Linked DNA regions of Zea mays: region 2 is linked to region 1. A link is a contact called in public Hi-C data. All regions are on one chromosome and are shown on one strand. Each heading gives the region's core, a stretch centred on a gene start, on an enhancer-like site or on the middle of the called end of the contact. The rest is flanking DNA. Distances are from core to core; before and after follow the strand shown.

Region 1 (4,054 bases), core at 233-2,732:
GACAACGTGAACAGTGTGCGCAGAGTCAGAGCAGCGCCATAAGGCGCACCGGACAGTGAACAGTAACTGTCCGGTTAGGCACCGGACTGTCCGGTGGCCCAAGCTGTTAGAGCTCCAACGGTCGAAATCGTCAGAACCCTAACGGTTGGGTGACGTGGGTGGTGCACCGGACAGTGTCCGGTGCGCCCATCGACAGCAGCCCTCCCCAACGACTGTTTTGGTGGTTGGGGCTATAAATACCCCCAACCACCACAACTCAAGGCATCCAAATATTCACTACTCCCCATTCAATACAAGAGCAATACACAACACTCCAAGACACAAATCAAAGCCTCCGATCAAATCAAAGTCCACAATTCAACTCTAGTTTTTAGGACTTGTGAGAAGATCGACTTGTGTTCTTTTGTTGCTTTTGTTGCTTGATTGGCTTTCTTCTTTCTCTCATTCTTACTCTCAAAGCCTCGTAAGCGAAGCAAGAGACACCAATTATGTGGTGGTCCTTGCGGGGTCTAAGTGACCCGGGAAATCAAGGAAGAAAGCTCACTCGGTCTAGGTGACCGTTTGGGAGAGGGAAAGGGTTGAAAGAGACCCGGTCTTTGTGACCAACTCAATGGGGACTAGGTTTGCAAGAACCGAACCTCGGTAAAACAAATCACCGTGTCATCCGCTCTATTTCTTTGGTTGATTTGTTTTCGCCCTCTCTTTCGGACTCGGTTTTAATTCTAATGCTAACCCGGCTTGTAGTTGTGCTTTAAGTTTGTAAATTTCAGATTTGCCTATTCACCCCCTCTAGGCGACTTTCAAAGAGGTCATGCGCATGGTGAAGTATGCTCCACAACAACAGGTCCGCGCGACAGTGGCGGACATCCGTTGGTAGGGGGTGTTCGCGGCAGAGGAGGCAGGCGAAGGGATCACGAGCGAGGGCGGAAACGCACCCGGGCGAGGGCATGATAGCGCGGAGTCACACACATTATACTTTTAATAAAGTAGTATAGATAATTAATAATATGTACGGTTGCCTGGCAGCCGTAGGTGCTGTTTGTATTACTGCAGCTACAATTTATAGAGATAAAATACCGTAATAGATTATCATCTTGTTGACCGTGACAGCGATCACCGATCATAGTGCGGCTGATGATGTAATATTTAGTTTTCAATTCCAAGTTTTTGCATATACCTGGTTCCACTTGATTTACCGTGCATTGTATCAGAAACTATGTTTCGATTATTCAATGCATTGTGTTTTTATTAGGTATTTTAATTATTATATAATCAAATTACGCAAATAAAGAAAATGAAAACAGCTACCTGTCTCACGTGGGACTGACTGTCAGAGACAGACCCTTTGCTTCGGAACCGCAGCAAAGCTCGAACTCGATCCGGGGCTCCGAGCCATTCGATCTCCAATCGGACGGCCTAGACGGCTCCCTTCCTCTCCTTGCCACACTTGCGCTCCTCTCCGAGTTGTCGTCTCCGTCGCTGCTGGCTGCTGCGCCACTCCCCCAGCCCCGAGATCTGCTCAACAATGGCGACGCGGCGCCACATCCTCCTCCTCGCCGCTGCCTTCGTGTCCCTTCTCGCGCTCGAGGCTGTGGAGGGCCTCGAAGAGGGGCCCCGCGGGCGCCGGCTGCTGGTCCTGCTGGACGACCTGGCCGTGCGGTCGTCGCACTCGGCCTTCTTCGGCTCGCTCCAGGCGCGCGGGTTCGATCTCGAATTCCGCCTCGCCGACGACCCCAAGCTCTCGCTGCACCGCTACGGCCAGTACCTCTACGATGGCCTCGTGCTGTTCGCCCCCTCCACCCCACGTAATCGTTCATTTCCTGCCTCGCCTGTTGGAGATACGATCTGTGTTTGTCGGGGTGTTCTGGTGATAGATTGGACGGGAATAGAGATCATTTGTTGCGGAGTCTGACTGCTTTTCTGATCTGATCCGTGCTCGTGGATTGGTGTGGTTCTGTGATATGTTGCGGGTAGGGGCAAATTCGGGATTTTCGGAGTACAGTTTCCCGTGACCGGAGGATTCATGCAACAAGGCTCACCTGAAAATTGACCGTGGTCAGTTTGTTCTAGTTGAAAGCAGCGGACCTTAGGGGTATCAATTACTTCCCACCGAGATTGATTAGATTATTACAGCTCTTTGTTCGACTAAACTACTGAATGTCCCTTGATCTCTGCCCATGATGATGTAGTAGTTGATTCAACCCTATTTGTTTCTAAAGCCAGTCTTTATTCCATGGCAGGTTTTGGTGGATCAGTGGACCAGAACGCAGTCCTTGAATTTATTGATGCTGGGCTTGATATGATCCTGGCGGCAGATTCCTCTGCCTCTGATCTTATTCGTGGCATTGCGACAGAGTGTGGGGTTGATTTTGATGAGGCAAGTATTTTCTGTGGCATACTGGCCTGACATCTTCCTACAGTAACATTTCTGTTGACCTCAGTGAGCCAACAGTTTGTGTCTTGATGATTTCAGGATCCAGAGGCAATGGTTATTGACCACATTAACTATGCCGCTATGGATGTTGAAGGCGATCACACCTTGATTGTTGGTGATGATCTTATTCAGTCAGATGTCATACTGGGGTCTAAAAAGATTGAGGTTAGTAGTGACGCTAAGAATCTTCATAACCCTCTAACCTTTTACACATTTTCTAGTTCATTGGATTAAACCAAGTTGAGGCTGAATCTTTGTCTGCACTCTTATTCTGAATTTATCAATAGACAGCTCTGTTTTTCGCATGGGGCTTCATTGTATCCATAATTTCATATATAAGCAATAAGCATTTACAGTTAGCAGGCCTTCTATTGATCTTTGCTACCACAACACTACAACAGTGATAATCTTGACCTAATCTTGTTGGTCATACTGCCTAATTCAGTAAAAGCGTGCATATACATTATGTCTTCAATCTGCTGCTCCGTACATCTGTGTCGACGCCTATATTCAGCCTGATCGGAATTGCTGGCTGCAGCAGTGCTGTAGCTGCTGCTGCAGCCTGCCTGCCTGCAGCTGCAGGTACTGTGCTTTGTAGAACAAAATAAGCAGCCACAGCCGATGCAGCGCTGTGAAAATCACAGCCAAGCAGACTCAGTTCACTCTTGCTTACTTTATTGAGTTTTCCCATGATTAACCAATTGGTAGTACTCGATTTCAAATTATAAGACATTTCGGTTTTTGTGGGTACATTGGTTTCATTATGTATCTAGAATTAGTGTATATCTAAATGTATAGTAAAAACTACGTATCTAGAAAAGCCAAAACATCTTATAATTTGGAATGGAGGGAGTACTAAGATAATTATATCCAAAAATCTGTCTGTTCCTATTAAGAATTGGCTAATTATATATCTGGAGTTCATTACTGACTAGAGTAGGCTTAGCTATAATGCGATTTCTTAACATTGGGTGTTCATGAGGATATGGTGTAAACTTGCCAAGTGCTCCTTCTTAGTAGTTCCTTTTGCATTCTTGGCAGTGCTTAAATGCTAATTTTTGTTCTTTTAAATATTTCTCAACATATTTCTAGGCTCCTGTATTATTTCGTGGAATTGGACACACGGCTAATCCATCAAACAGTTTGGTACGTACTTTCAATCCTGCACAGTGATATTTGCATGTGCAACTATTAGTTTCATAACTCTGGTTTATTGCTGTCAAAGATGTACCTTTTATGTTTTTTTTTCTGTAATCCCTAATTCTCCCCTCTCTTTGTGCATTCCTAGGTTCTGAAAGTCCTATCTGCCTCTCCATCAGCATACTCAGCTAACCCAAAGACTAAGTTATCGTTGCCTCCATCGCTTACTGGGTCAGCTATATCACTGGTTTCGGTTATGCAGGTAATTAAATTTGTTTTTACTTGCTTATTATTATTAGCGGGCTAGTCATTCCATTGCTCATTGTTGTGTACTCATTAAATGTATGATTGACCTGCCAGAATCCATGTATATTACTATTTAGGCCCCGTTTGAATGCGCTGAAACATCCAAACAACCCAACTAATAGTTTAGCTATTAGCTACTTTTAGTTGGAGGCATCCAAACACCCCTCGCTAATA
Region 2 (4,376 bases), core at 1,342-3,841, 230 kb after region 1:
CGAGCTCTATATTTGGTTGACTGCATGTAGATTTGGATCCAGACTCGCACGATCCTTAAAGCACTTTGGGCCAGGCTCACCAGGTACGAGTAGATTGGTCGCATCTCCAGAGCCAGGCTCCAGTGAACCTGGCTCACACAGCCAGGTTGGCGAGAGAAACCAACCAAACAGACCCCTGGTGTATGGTTTGTTTCTCCAACTAACCTAGTTATGTAGAGTTTTTGTTTCGTGAGTTGCATTTGGGGAGAAGGTGCACATTTGTACCACGATTGGTTGCCTGTATGGGCTCAACAGTTGGGTTCGTTGGTACGCACGGTACTGGTAGCACTTGCTGCTCAGTTTTGGCGCCAAACACAGGGGATGTTCCTAGATTTTTTTTTATGCCGACAAATTTAACTGTACATAGAAGATTTGGCAGCTTTCCATTTCAAATTGACAGTGAACAACTATAAAGTTATTTCAATGTGTACAGACCATAAATTTGACAAGTTTTCTATTATTTGCATTAAAATTCTAGTACGAAAAATCTTCAAATCTTCTCATTTGAATCTTCTTTTTTCCTGCCTACCATAAAAATTAACATGAGAGGTTAAACTGTTCAAGTAGGACACATAATACACGAATATAGGCAACAAATAATGAGTGACAACTGATAAGGTGCATGAAAATAAGAACAAATGTTTTGCCTCAGTTTTGGTACCACAAGTCATTCGAACAGCCCATGGAACCATTAGAAAGAATTCAGGAGGAACAAAATAGGTTAAAGAACTGGAAAAGAATTCAGTATAGGGTGAGATTGGTGACACGAGGATAAATAGCAGAAGCAACAAATGTGCAACAAATAATAGGGGTTCCATGGTTATGCATCATCAGGTATAACAGTCATGTACCAAACATCTCATAGGCAAGTAATCTAAACAACAACATAACAATAACAACAGTAACATCCATGTACCAAACACATCACAAGCAAGTAATTTGAACAGCAGCCCAGCAATGCAAAGCACCACCAAAACAACACTTGAACATGTTTATGTCTCATATTTAGTGCAGAAGAACTATCACATCACCAGCCTCCTATGCTATACAAAAATTAGTTGCCAAACCAGGACTTAGGGTATTCAACGTTTGCACCACAAATCAACAGAAGGACGATCTAGTTAACAACCCGGTGTTCCTTTTTCATTTGCACAAAGCAAAGGCCTTTAGCCTTGTTCTGTAGGAGGTAGCAAAGTGCAAACATGAGAGCCTCGTTTGAGAATACTTCAGTGGTCACCATACAGGCCAGGGTGGAGCTCATTGTTTTAAGGAGCCACCAGAGCCTCAACCACCTTACCAACAACCTCTGTCATGCCCAACATCAGTAAGTAGTCATCTTTCACTAGACCTCTTCATCTTCAAGTTGATGGGCTCGGATGGCTGACTAGGTTACTTCTCCTTGTCACATCCCATCCGACTGGACTCCCCTTTAGCACCATCAAGGTTAATGGGTTGGGCTTGCCCACCACTCACCCCACAATCTAGAGCCCATGTGACCCTAGTACATTGGCTAAAGCTCTCATTAGACCCCATGGAAAATCTGCTAGTTGCCTGGCCACTACCAAAGACGATTTGCATAGGCATGTAGTGCTCTAGGGGAGTATTGAGGTACTCAACATCCTTAGGGTGGTCCTATGGGTGAAATGAAGAGTAAGTACTAAACAAAAAATAGCTAGGAATATGGTTAGGCAAAGGTAATGATACGAGCCTCACCGACACACCTTCTATACCACAAAACAAAACAAGCAGCAATACACACAACAAGGCTAGCAACACGTCGACGACAGAGTTCGTGGTCCATCTAGAGTATAGTAATACTGAGGCATCAGGTCAGAGCAAGCACTAACATGAGGGATCAAACAGTTCATATGCACTAATGAAAATAACATTTTTCAAGCCATGAATGCCACATCCCGAAGGATGCTCCTCCGACGACTTGTAACAAACAACATAGACCATAACACATGTGTTCGGATTAATTTGATAAATTAACAACAAAGGCAACTTGCAATCTAATAGCATGTAGTATCACTCATGATCAAAGGAGCTACCTCAAAAATTGTAAGCAAATAACCAGAAGACAACCACAAAATGAAGAAGAAATATGGAGAGGGACTGAATGGGAAGCAAAGCTTCCAGGATGTACCACGCGGGTGTGAAGCAATCAGATACGAGGTCAACAAGATTGAAGCTCCTTTGCTGCACAAGGTCAAAAACATGTAGAGTTAGACACCCAAACAACATGATTAGGGTCGCCTGCCCTCATCCGGGAGTGCATCTCCTACACCTGGCCCAGCCCTCCCGACGAGATCCGTGGACATTGCTGCCGCCGAGAGATGACGTGTGGGCCTGCTGTGGCCTGACCCCACACGCCAGCCACCTAACTTTAAGACAGAGGAGTCGGTCGCCAGCCCTCATCCGGGCAACCAATCACGCGCCTAGTCTGTCTTGCCGGGGTAACATCCATTGCCATTTCGCACGCGCACACTCTCTCTGGTCTCTGGGTACTAGAATGCACCGAGCACAACTACCTTTCCGGCTTTGTTTCCTCTCTCTCCTCTCCACTTTCTTCTCCCCCTCACGGAGTGCAAGTGCGAGTGGGAGAGTGAGCGGCGGCGGCAGCGGCAGCGCAGCGGCAGTACAGTAGCCACGGCCCCTGTCGCCGCGTGGTGTGCCGTGCCCGTGCCCCCTCTCAGCCTCTCTCTCCCCCTTCCCTACCAGGCTACCCACCCAAAACCACAGAGAAAAGCAGGCCTGGGCACCACCACCGCTGCCTCGCCCCGAGCCAAGAGGAAGCCCCACCCCAAATGCCTTCCTCTTCCCCCTGCTACCGCCACAGCTTCCTCTTCCTGGCCCTTCTCTCGGCGTGCTTCTCGACACCGGGGGCAGCGGACGGCACCGGGGGAGCCGGCGACGGCGGGGATGCCGCGGCAATGCAGGCGCTGCGGCGGGACCTGGCGCCGCCAGGCTGGGGCCCGGGTGCGGACCACTGCGCGTGGCGCGGCGTCACCTGCGCAGCCGCGGGGGCCGGTGGCGTGGTCACCGCGATCGAGCTGCCGCGCCGGGGGCTCCGTGGGGACTTCGCCGCCGCCGCCGCACTCCGCGCGCTGGCGCGCCTCGACCTCTCCGCCAACTCGCTCAGCGGCGGCCTCTCGCCGGCGTTCGGCGCGCTCACCCGCCTCGAGTACCTCGACCTCTCAATGAACGCGCTCACCGGCGCCGTGCCGGCCGCGCTCGCTGGCGCGTCCGCGCTCCGGTTCCTGAACCTCTCCAACAACGCGCTCTCCGGCGCCATCCCCGACGATCTCAGGGGCCTCAAGAAGCTCCAGGAGCTGCAGATTTCGGGCAACAACCTCACCGGCTCCCTCCCCGGCTGGCTCGCGCGGCTCCCGGGCTTGCGCGTGCTGTCCGCCTACGAGAACGCGCTCTCCGGCCCGATCCCGCCGGGGCTCGGGCTCTCGTCGGAGCTCCAGGTTCTCAACCTCCACTCCAACGCCCTCGAGGGGAGCATCCCCAGCAGCCTCTTCGAGCTCGGCAACCTGCAAGTTCTCATCCTCACCATGAACCGGCTCAACGGCACCATCCCCGACACCATCGGCCGGTGCCGCGGCCTCTCCAACGTCCGCATCGGCGACAACCTCCTCTCCGGCGCCATCCCGGCGTCGATCGGGGACGCCACCGGCCTCACGTACTTCGAGGCCAACACAAACGACCTGTCCGGCGGGATCCCCACGCAGTTCGCGCGGTGCGCCAACCTGACTCTGCTCAATCTGGCGTACAACCGCCTTGCCGGCGAGGTGCCGGATGTTCTCGGAGAGCTCAGGAGCCTGCAGGAGCTCATCGTGTCTGGCAACGGCCTCTGCGGCGAGTTCCCGAAATCCATCCTGCGGTGCAGGAACCTGAGCAAGCTGGACTTGAGCTACAATGCGTTCCGCGGTGGCCTGCCGGAGAGCATCTGCAACGGCTCACGGATGCAGTTCCTTTTGCTCGACCACAATGAGTTCTCTGGAGGCATTCCAGCAGGAATCGGGGGCTGTACCCGGCTGCTCGAGCTGCATCTCGGTAGCAACAACCTCAGTGGTGAAATTCCAGCTGAGATAGGCAAGGTGAAAAGCCTGCAGATTGTGCTGAACCTTAGCTTCAATCACTTTACTGGGCCGCTGCCCCACGAGCTTGGGCGGCTTGATAAGCTGGTCATGCTGGACTTGTCAAGCAATGAGATGTCCGGTCAGATCCCAAGTGATATGAGAGGGATGCTGAGCTTGATTGAGGTCAATTTGTCAAACAACCGGTTCAGTGGCGCCATACCGGTTTTCGGACCGTTCCAGAAGAGTGCC

What was found. Hi-C and Micro-C count contacts between places; a contact is called where the count stands out from the background.
Region 2: a contact with region 1 is called in a Hi-C map of ear, with 3 times the contacts expected there. The contact joins the promoter of LOC100304354 here to the promoter of LOC100191802 in region 1. A contact is called at or near these places in 4 of 25 Hi-C or Micro-C datasets (ear, leaf and tassel).

The regions. Positions count from the first base shown.
Region 1 is chr2:165,454,328-165,458,381 of Zm-B73-REFERENCE-NAM-5.0, forward strand. LOC100191802 (dolichyl-diphosphooligosaccharide--protein glycosyltransferase 48 kDasubunit) reads left to right here and starts at 1,483. Exons shown (of 13, transcript NM_001137227.1): 1 at 1,483-1,805; 2 at 2,241-2,377; 3 at 2,474-2,599; 4 at 3,527-3,580; 5 at 3,723-3,836. The coding sequence starts at 1,526.
Region 2 is chr2:165,683,709-165,688,084 of Zm-B73-REFERENCE-NAM-5.0, forward strand. LOC100304354 reads left to right here and starts at 2,592. Exons shown (of 2, transcript NM_001368191.1): 1 at 2,592-4,376. The coding sequence starts at 2,847.